2 separate regions of the Mus musculus genome follow, and region 2 is linked to region 1. The links are chromatin contacts, called in public Hi-C maps. All regions are on one chromosome and are shown on one strand. Each heading gives the region's core, a stretch centred on a gene start, on an enhancer-like site or on the middle of the called end of the contact. The rest is flanking DNA. Distances are from core to core; before and after follow the strand shown.

Region 1 (5,506 bases), core at 1,429-3,928:
TGTGTGTGTGTGTGCGTGTGTGTGTACAAGCAGATGCTTGGTCATGTGAGCACACATGTGTGGACATACATGTACTATGCACATGTGGAAGACAGAGTACAGTTTCTCACAAGTTGTCTGCCTTATTTTTTTTTTAAAAATATTTATTTATTTTTATGTATGTGAGTACATTGTAGCTGTCTTCAGACACACCAGAAGAGGGCATCAGATCCCATTACAGATGGTGGTGACACACCATGTGGTTGCTGGGAATAGAACTCAGAACCTCTGGAAGAGCAGTCAGTGCTCTTAACTGCTGAGCCACCTCTCCAGCCCCTGCCTTATTTTTTGAGGGAGGCTCACTCACTGGTCCGAAGCGTGCTAAATAGGCTAGGCAGGCTGACCCAGGAGCCCCAGGATCCACCTGCCTCTGCTTTCCCCTCGCTGGAATCCCAGGCATTTGCCACAACACCTGACCTTCATCTAAGGGTTGACGTCAGCTCCCCATGCCTGCTGGTCAAGCACTTTTACCAGCTAAGTCGTCTCTTTAGTCCTCACACATGGCTATTTTAATTAAGTTGACTAGACATTTCAATCCCTAGGTGTGGTAGCCGCATTTCACGTGCTTGCCAGCTGCCATCTAGGAGGGCACAGCTATAAACCATTTTAACTGCGGGGAACTTTGTTGGGCAGTGCCTTTGTGTGGCCTTGCAGGTCACTGCAGGCCATCGCCGAATGCCATGCAGAACTGGGCACACGTTGCAGGATCCTTTCTTTCCTCACCTCCAAAGGTGTGAGTGAGTGAAGCATGATAGACCATGAAATGCTGCCCCAGTCAAAGTCAGAATGTCCTCCCTCCACCTCTACCAAGTTCACTCACTGCCTCTGCCTCTGCAGGCACGGGAGCGCAGCACCGCTGGACACGGGCCGAGACCAACTTTGGATGCCTTGGCCTTGGGATCTTCTAGGCTAGGAGGCTTTCTTCCCTCCTGTGGCTTCTTCCTACAGGTTCTGGTTCTGCCCCTGAGATCTGGAGGGCCCCAGTGGGTCCTGGAGGCTGCCAGTGGTGCCTTCCCTGGGACTTGTGGCCACTCTTGTACACCCTTAATGGCCCATTTCATTGTCTTTTCTCCTGTTCTCTTTAGAGAGTAGCTTTTATCTTCATATTTAAATAGAGTTGAGAGGAGGAGGAAGGTCAGATGCCATAACTTCTGCTCTTTTTGTAAAGGCAGCACCCCCTCCCCCACCACCTTGGGGCTTACCCCATCCCATGGGTCTGTGTTTTTTAGCCAGATGCAAAGGTGATTTTTAGACAGATGCGACACTTCCCTGAGTAAACAGGGCTTCTGCTTGTGGGGGAGAAAGGATACATGGGTGAGCTGCTAACATCTGTCCCAACATCTGCCCAGTGACCCTGCAGAGACCTAGACATAACCTGTCTCCAATCTTCTGCACTCATGACTTCTGTGTCTTCAGTCTCCCTAGCTTCAAGTTCCCTCACGTTCCCACCTTTTTGTGTAGAGGTACGTTCATGCTCAGGAGTACAGGCTTTGGGGTTGGGTAACACTTGCCCCCCAGGCACGATCTTTCCCAGAGCCTTGGTTCCCCCAACCGTGGAAGGTGGTAGAAATGGATCTGCTGCTTACTGCCCATGCCCAAGGTAGTGTACGAGCACATTAAAATAAGTTGTGTAAAGTGTTTCTAAAGTTCTATCTGCCATGCCTGGCACACCAGCACCAACTGTCATTTTATTATTATATACCGTTATCTTCCTCCTGGTGGTTCTGACTGCTGAGCCAGACAGTCAAACACAGGGTAAGCTCTCTGTGCAACCCCCACCCCCAGCTCCACACCCCCAGTAGTCACCCCAAAAAGAACCTGTCCCTTGCTACCTTGAGGAAAATGTGGTGTGCTGCATAGGGTCCCATCTCCAAAGCCACCAAAGGCAAACCATTATCCCTCACACTGGCTTCTCACCTAACTGCTGAAGTGCCCTTCCCCGGCTTCACACAATCCTATCTGGGAAGGGGAATTAGCACAGGGTCATAGCAACCCAGTATCTAAACTGTGACTTCTAACCACCCAGAGCTTGCTGTGACCCTACATGAGTTTGGTCAGGGGGTGAATGGGGAGCATGGTACTCCGATCCCAGGTCGAGGGCAGATGTTAGATTTGTTAGAGGCTTGGGTGCCCTCCACCCTAGCTCGGTTGCCCTTTTAAGAGACAATTGGAGCAGGTACACACACACACACACACACACACACACACACACACACACACCAGAAACCACACTGAGTGCACTGAGTGGCCCTCAGAATTTGTGTGAGTAATGTGTGTGTGTGTGACATTCATTCGATCCTAAGTATAGTTTATCTCTTCTTATCTTTGTCTCCTGGCCATGTCTGCATTGTGTCACAGGCCACTCTGGTTTGTGTCTCTCCCCTGGGTTCCTTTCTGCACGGAGGAAGGTGGAACACAGAGGTAGTTTGTGCTGTTCAACCTGCTATAAACAAGTGTGTATTTATATTCCTGCTTCTTTTTTGTTGTTTGTGTGTGTGTGTGTGTGTGTGTGTGTGTGTGTGTGTGTGTGTGACATGTATGCAGGTGCCCACAAAAGGGAATCAGGCCCATGGATGGCTTCTGAGCCCCTGGGCCTAGAGTTACAGACAGTTGCTTACAGGCAGGTGTAGGTGAAGCTCCTGATATGGGTGCTGGAAACCAAATTCCCATCCTCTGAAAGATCCGAGCCATTTCTCCAGCCCCATAATTTCCTCTTTCTTACACAAAATTTGCTTATCATATGAACTGTTTTAAATTTGGGGGTTTTCTTCTATAAGCTGCCTATATTAGAGGCCTTTCTGTGTTTTTGTGAATAAAGGCCTTTCTCGGATTATTTTAAACTCCCATGTAACTCATTATTTCTTGGGCAACTGTTAAATTTCTCGGGCAGCTGTAGAATGTGTTGTTTGAGTGTTTCTATGCTGAGTCAGGTCACGCTCTGCACACATCACTTCCCCCTCAGGCCAGCAAACTTCTAGAACAAATCTCCTCTAAGCACAGCTGGGGGATGCAGGGTTCTCTGTAGGCTGGTTCGTTTTATCTTCATCGACTCCTGTTTAGCTGGGAGGCCTCTGCCACTGCTTGCAGAGATACTTGGGGTAACTTTGTAACTCTTGGTGGGATATGACTTCTCAGAGGTCTGTGCTCTGGGTGCTGTGTTCACATCCATGGGAAAGAAACATCAATGACAACATTGTTGATCCACTTCCTTGCTTGGCTTTTGCCACATCCCAACCTTGAGCATCCTCTGCTATAACATGGCTTGTCTGGAACATGACTTTAGCCCAGATAGAATCCTAGGGACTAGCCCTGTGACTATGGGCTAAGGCAAGGTTTCCAGAGGCTGGCCACTGAGTTACCATCCCCTAACCTTGGCATAGCCACCTACCATTGGGATGGTTTGTCTCTTACAATTTAAAAGCATTTTAAGTTTCTTAAACCTAAATTAATTGTGATCAAAGAGTTTTATAAAACCATAAGTAAAAATGCAAGAGCAGATTAAAGAAGTTAGCCGGAAGGAAAAAAATCATACAAGGCAAGATGCCACAAAGCTGTCCTTCAATATTCTACTCCAAGTTCAGTCTTGAGGCTGTTGGCTTCTGGGTTTTTTTCATTCTTTGTAAGTTAGGGCTATAGCTCAGATGTGGACTGTGGGAGCTAGGGGTGTGGCTCAGAGGTGAAGTGTGGGCTTTTGGAAAGAACACCTGCTGGGAGCACCCAAGAGTTAATAGGAAGGCTGTATCCCCAATAATAAGACAGACAGAAGGAGAGAAAGTGAGCAAGAGAGAGAAGAGAGACAGACACACACAGAGACACAGTGAGAGAGAAACAGAGCAAGTGAACACACACACAGTCAGAGAGAATCAGTGAGTGTGTGTGGGTGTGTGCACCCTCCCCCCAACACACACAGTGGGCGAGCACACTAGCGATGAGACTTTTCTTATTGGTGTGAGCAGGATGACTGAAATGGAATTGATGTTCTTCCTTTTGGTTTTGAGACATCATCTTACTTTGTGGTCCAGGCTGGCCTTGAACTTTTATCAGTGTCTGTAGTGTCGGGATTAGTGAGTCGTCATGACTGGCTCAATTGAATTCTTTTGTTTTGTTTTGTTTTTAACTTTTTATTGATTCTTTGTGAATTTCGCATCATGCACCCCCCCATCCCACTCATCTCCCCATCCCTTTGTATCTGCCCTCTACCCTTGCAACCTTCTTCTCAAAATAAAAGAAGATATAATGATGATCATGCTATCTTGTCACACAGCACACTCTTTTGTCCACACATTTTTACTTGCAAATGTTGATTGCAATGAACTTTAAACTAAGCATAGTGGCAAATGTGGATAATCCCAGTGCCTGAGAGGTAGAAGAGGAAGGATCAGGAGTTCAAGGCCATTTCCCAGGACATAGTGAGTTTAAAGGCCGTCTGGGACACTGGGACACGTGAGACTCTGTTTAAAACAAAGCAAACCAAAACAAAACAAAAAACAAAAACAGAAAACAGAAAACAAACAAAAAAGAACAGAAAGAAAGAAAGAAAAGAAAAGAAAAGAAAGGAAGAAAAGAAAGAAATGGAATTTTAATAATTCTGCTTAATGACCAGCCTTGAACCATCAATTGTTTTTTGCCCCACGAGAAGACCGACAGAATCAGTATCCAGAGGTGCCGGGGAGATGCTCAGTGGGTAAATGTTCTTGCTACACAAGCATGAGGGCCTGGGTTGGAATTCCCAGCACTCAGTAAAAAGCTGTGCAGGTCTTCATGAGCAACTGTAACCTGGCAGCATGTGGGCAAGAGGAAACAGCGGGACCACGGGGGCTCACGGACTGCGGGCCTAGCTGCAGGCTCAGGGCCACCACACACACACACACACACACACACACACACACACACACACACACACACGTAAAAAGGAACACTGGCCTGGAAGATTTCTCCCGGCCCTCTTCTACTCTACAGACCAAAGTGGGAAGGGGCGTGGCATCAGTGCTGTAAGAGCTAGATTTATAAGCACCTGTCCACCAGCAACCTGTCATTCGGAGGCAAAGGAGCAAAAGGCATCCCCAGCCTTTTCAGGCCTGTATACGTACAGCTCACAGTTGTCGATTCGGCATTCTTGTGGAAAAGAGGTGGCTATTCAGACGAATGGTGTGCACCAGAATCTTATCTGAAGACAGCAGCTGTCCTTTCACCCTGTCTTTTGGGCAGTTCATCTCATGGCCGAGGTCTGCCAGAGCACTAGAAGAAGAGTGGAAGGGAGGGGCAGGGCCACTCCAACTTCATCCTTTCCGTCCCCTTGCTTGTACAGATAAAGGATTCTTTCTATTTACTTCTTGCTCATGTTCGTGAGAATTCAGGGGCTAGAATCCATCTACCTTGTGGCTCTGCTATTTTTAGCATATGGCTTCTAAGGCCACATTCTCTTTAGCTGGTAAAGGGAGAAAACAGAGCCCAGGATACCCATGGA
Region 2 (5,506 bases), core at 1,251-3,750, 340 kb before region 1:
TTTAATTTCTTGTTCTGTTATTTTATTACACATTTAGTTTGATATCTTTTTTTTAAATGTGTCCCTGTGTTCACATTTCCTGTGTGTACCTATGTGTGCGTCAATGTTGTGTGAGACTGAGAGACAGAGACAGGGAGTTGATGCTGTCATCCACACAGAATGAGAGAAAGACAGAAACAGAGAGGGGCGTTATGATGCTATCGTCCATGCACTTTCTAGGTCACAATTCAAAAATGTTCAGTAACTGTATGGTTGCTAGCTACCATCTTGGCTGGTGACTTTAAAAAATATATATATCTTGGCCAGGGACAAGAAGGGTAATGCATACCTTTAATCTCGGCACTAGTAAGGCAAAAGCAGGCAGATCTGAGTTTGGGGATAGCCTAGTCTACACATCAAGTTCTGGCCAAGCCAGGGCTACACAGTAAGATTCTGTCTCAAAACAAATAAACCAAAATAAATAAAAATTTAAAAGGTTGGGGGCTGGAGAGATGGCTCAGTGGTTAAGAGGACTGACTGCTGCTCTTCCAAAGGTCCTGAGTTCAAATTCCAGCAACCACATGATGGCTTACAACCAACCATAATGAGATCTGATGCCCCTCTTCTGGGGTGTTTGAAGACAGCTATTTATATAATAAATAAATCTTTAAAAAAAATTTTTAAAGGTCATAATATCCCCCTTCAAATTCCTACCACAACACCATGCAGGAGCCCTAACACCCACAGTTTTGACTAGAGGTCAAGACCAATGGAGGTGGCAGCCCCTCCTCTCTCAGATGGTAGCTCATGTCTGTCTGTCATGCAGTCCAGAACATGGACTGTAATTGGAGGAAAGGGAACATCACAATGCACACTATAGAAACAAATCATCAGAACATCACTGATGACTTTAGACTCCAAGTCACCCATCCCTTTAGTTGGGGTCCCCAATCCAGGCTATCCCTGGTGGGGGGGGGCACTGCACTTTGTGAGGAAGGGTTCCTTCCAGTCCTCTGAAGCGTGGGAGACAGGAAGGTAAATGAGAAAGTGCCTTGCGGTGGCTGCAGCTTCCAGTTGCTTCCAGCACTAGCGCTGCAAAGCTGTAAGTACAGGAACTGGAGGGAGCAAGCACGTGCTAAGAGAGCGGCCGAACTCAGAGTCTCTGCTGGATCCACTGACTTAGCACATCATAGCCCTGCCACACACTTCTCTTGCTCCACTTGGCACACGCAGTAACTGTTCACTCCCCTGCTGTCTTCCCTGGATCACAGGGCTTGGGAGGTACCCCACTGTGGAGTGTTTGCCTGACATGAACTTGGCTTAAACATCAATGCTTTGTTTAAAACAAACAATACAAACAAACAAAAAAACAACCACCAACAACCCAGAAATCATGTGGAATTTTGACCCAGGCCTGGTATCATACACCTCTAATTTATAGCATGACAGAGGCAGAGGAAAGACGCATGGTAAAGGCAAGCCTCAGCTATTTAGTGAGTGTGAGTCAGCCTGGACTAGATAAGATCCTGTCTCAGAAATAAAGTGGGTGGAGGATAGGACACAACAAAAGCTGTGTCTATGGTCCTTGCGTTAGTGCTTAATATTGTGGGAATGTGACGGCCAGCCCGACCTGATGGCACTGTGTTATTGCTTGCCCAGGGAGAAACCATTCCATCCCAGTCATTAATGTCACTTCTTTCCATTTTCCCGGGGTGGTTTAGTTTGTATGACAATGTATACATGACTCCCCTATGGTGGCTAAGGAACTTAAGGCTGTACCGGGCACCCCTTAAGTAGTCATTGACCTTTTTGTCCTGAGATGCATGAGAGATCCTAGGGGCCTGAAGATGGTGTTGCTGCTGTGAACTAACTCCGTGCTGTGGCTTTTGTAAACCCACCTTAGCTGTGGGCAGGATGAAATGGTCTCTTTACTGCTGTACAATGGAGCTGAGAAGAACTGAGGGCCATGAAGCAATTTTCTTGCCCAGCTGTGGATTCCAATGAGCAGGAGGTAACTGTGATGCCCACCATTATGAACCCTTCCTTTAGCACCCTTTGGCTCTAAGGCTGCCATCCTGCTGGCAGTAAGAATAAATTCAGTTCATCTAAATTTGAATTGAGTCTAAGTCTTTGGTCTTTGCCAGTGGATTCAAACTCCCCAACAGCAGGGGAGCCCTGAGCACAAATTTACCAAATGGTAGAGGCTGCATCTCTGAAGTACACAGAGCTGACCTAGAGCCTGGGACATAAGTGTGCATGAACTACCAGACACTTCCTTTCTTTGGGGCTCTGAAGGTCCTTATCCTGTCCAAAGAGCCAAATGGAAGCAGTCATTTTTTCGAATATCGACAAAGCTCTTACACTGGGAAATGTTGGCTCCACAGAGTGCTAAGTTCTAATGTGCACTTCAGAGCTGAGTGCAGCGCTCGGAGAAACCATGCCTTTTAGAGGAAGCCAGGCCAGTGTTGAAGCATTTCCGGGCGATGGTGAGCACAGCTGTGGGCCATGAGTAATAACTGTTTCCAAGCGTTCCCACCTCTGTCTCTGTAGGAATCACTTCTGGCGCCTCTCCCTCAGCTGAGGAGACTGGGGGTGCTCAGCAGCGTCTCCCTGCAGCTGCCAGGCCAGGGCCCTCGGCCCCCCCCCGCCCCCCCCCCCCCGCGAGAGAAGCACCACTTCTTTCGGCCTCTGTGTTGATGGCTAACTTCAAGTTGAACATTTGGGGTCCGGGTGACAGAAAGCAGCCCTGAAGCCTGGCTTGTAGAGCCAAGAGGCATTCCTGAGGTCCTCACAGACACACTGCCCTGTGAGTGCACACACCAGCACTCTCCCTCCTGTGGTACAGCAGCAGTCCAGAGCATACAGTTTGATTTTACTTTGTTGTCTTGTTGCTGGTGGTGGTGGTGTGTGTGTGCACACAAGCACACCCTGCCGTGTCAGTTCTCTCCTTCCTCATTATTCTGAGACCTGAACTCAGATGGACAGATGTGTGCAGCAAGCTCTTTCACCCTCTAAGCCACCTTTATGGCCTTGTGGTTTTTGTTTTTTGGGTTTTTTTTTTTTTAGTTTTTTTGAGACAGGGTTTCTCTGTATAGCCCTGGAACTCACTCTGTAGACCAGGCTGGCCTCGAACTCAGAAATTCGCCTGCCTCTGCCTCCCAAGTGTTGTGTTTTGTTTTTATCTTGTTGTTTATTTGTTTGTTTGGGTGACAAGGTTTCACAGCCCAGGTTGGCCTGGAACTCATTCTATATAGGCTTGTGGTTCAGAATAGCCTGAAACTCATGGCTATCCTCCTGCCTTAGCATCAAGTGCTAGGACTACAGGTGTGAATTGCCATGCCCATCTGAGTTTGGTACTAATATATAGGTGCTAATTTACTGTATTTCATCTACCCCCACAACACCCTGTGGGATTGATCTGAATGTGGTCCCAGCTTTGCCCACCTCTATTCCTAAGATGCTGTAAACTCGCCTCCAGGGTGGAACACGTCAAGAAAGCCTTGTAATGGCACTATGGTAGCACAAACAAGAAACTAAAGCCACCCTCACCTTGCATATGAAGAAGACATGCCACCTCTTTCCACCCCAGTTTCCATGCAGGGACCCGGCAGCCCAAACTCCACCCTTTCAGAGCAGCATGGCCTCATTACCACCTTAGAAAGAAGGATGGCTTCTGTCCAGAGTCACCAATGCTTGGGACCAGGCTGGGGGGGGGGGGGAGGCACAGAAAAATATCTAGGCCTCCCACTGTCCTTGCTACAGGGTAGCTACAGGTTCACCTTACACAGCCACTGGGGAAGTCTGCAGCTTTAAGATATGCCAAGGGCCTCTGAGAACTCCCTCTAACCCTGACCTTACTTCAAAGAGTTTCCAAACAATACATCCTCCTGAGGATTAGGGGCTCTGGTGGCCTTAAAGACAAAGACTTAACAAGACCTGGAACACAGCTGACTTTGGCTTTTGTCTCCATCCTAGCTGTGGACGTCCCTTTTCTGTGCAGTGGTGGCCAGGACACTAGGTTAAGAGAAAGGGCACATAGGCAAGTACAGGGGCACTTCCCCCTTCCTCCGCTCATCTCTCCTGACAAACTAAAAACTAGAGTGGTAGGTTTTAAGTGGAAGTGGAATTGTTCAGGCTGGAGAAACAGCTCTGCAGTTAAGAGCATGGTCCCCTCTTCCATAGGACCAGATTTGATTCCCAGTGCCCACATCAGGTAACTACTCAGAAACACCTCTAACTCTGGTCCCAGGGGATCCTATCAACACCCTCTGGTCTCTAAGGGTACGTGGGGCTCAGAGTCATACAGGCACACATACACAGTTGCATTAGTAAAAGTAAATTTAAATGAAAACAGAATTATCTCCTTCACCTATGTGTCAGACTTTCTACAGATTGCAGATCACAGTGACAGGCTAATGGAGACACAGGAATTGAAGTTAGCCAATAATTACGTACAAGGAGCTCAGCTGACTTAAGGAAGGAGTTCAGAAGAATATGGAAATATTTACCCTCTGCAAAGATGGGCAGGGGATTCACAGTAACCATCGACTATGGTAAAGGGTTGACCACTGACAGGGTGTTGACTAAAAGTCATTTTTTCTAAGCCCCTCTTAAATACAAATGCTTGTAGACACCAACTTTTCCCCTCTTTCAGGCACACCAAATCTGTAGAAAACCGTAAAAATTCACAAGCAACTTAATACTGCCTGTGTATGTGTTGTGTATGCATGTTCATGTGTAGGAGGGGCATTCACCTGTGTCCGTCTGCCTGTATCTCTGTGTGCATGAGTATGCAAGCCAGAACTGTATCCGTCTGCCTGTATCTCTGTGTGCATGAGTATGCAAGCCAGAAGCCAGCCTCAAGGACCTCCTCTATCCCACTCTTCTTCTTCCAGGCAGGGTCTTTCATTAAACCTGGAGTTAAGTGGGCTAAGCTGTTTGTTGGTGAGCTCTTGAGAGCAATCTGTCTCCATGCCCCCAACTCTGGCATTACAAATGCACTTACCATTACACCCAACTTTCATATAAGCTAGGATCTGAATTCAGGTCTTTGTGCTTTTAAACAAGCAAGCACTTTATCCACGGAGCCATGCCTCTTGCCCAGTGTCCTCTTGATTTTCCCACCTGGCTAGTTTTTAGCCATGTTGAAATACTAAAAACCTAGGGCACTTTGCCCAAAGGCTGTAATGGTCAGCCTCAAAGAAAAGAAGTATCCACAAGTTTGTCTGCTCTTGTTCCCTCATTTCGGTACAAATAAGAAAACTCAGAGGCCAGGTGTGGTGGCGCATGCCTTTAATCCCAGCACTTGGGAGGCAGAAGCAGGCGGATTTCTGAGTTCGAGACCAGCCTGGTCTACAAAGTGAGTTCCAGGACAGCCAGGGCTACACAGAGAAACCCTGTCTCGAAAAACCAAAAAAAAAAAGAAACCTCAGGTCCAAGTGTATGAGATGCTGCCCAAGGCCACATACTTTCCTTGGGTGACTTTTCTACATGGTGAATTTATCGTTTTGTGATGCTGGAGACAGAA

The links. A called contact is a pair of places that touch in the nucleus more often than the background predicts.
Region 2: a Hi-C map of the G1E-ER4 cell line shows a contact between it and region 1, with 3 times the contacts expected there. The contact joins two enhancer-like sites. A contact is called at or near these places in 2 of 484 Hi-C or Micro-C datasets (both in the G1E-ER4 cell line) and 1 of 115 datasets of contacts at active chromatin or transcription factors (heart atrium).

Annotation. Positions count from the first base shown.
Region 1 is chr2:163,356,348-163,361,853 of GRCm38.p6, reverse strand. The region is part of intron 2 of Jph2 (junctophilin 2); the gene reads left to right. It overlaps Gm35750 (a long non-coding RNA gene), which reads right to left. Exons shown (of 2, transcript XR_375198.3): 1 at 5,130-5,506. Among named protein-coding and RNA genes, the nearest start is that of Gm35750, 2.8 kb to the right of the region's middle. Within about 2 kb of position 2,678, at least 6 of the 459 cell types and tissues checked have an H3K27ac peak or open chromatin away from gene starts, as enhancers often do. A contact at or near this core is called in the G1E-ER4 cell line and heart atrium, where this site is marked.
Region 2 is chr2:163,695,230-163,700,735 of GRCm38.p6, reverse strand. All of the region lies in intron 1 of Pkig (protein kinase inhibitor, gamma), which reads right to left. Among named protein-coding and RNA genes, the nearest start is that of Gm16316, 5.9 kb to the right of the region's middle. Within about 2 kb of position 2,500, at least 152 of the 459 cell types and tissues checked have an H3K27ac peak or open chromatin away from gene starts, as enhancers often do. A contact at or near this core is called in the G1E-ER4 cell line and heart atrium, where this site is marked.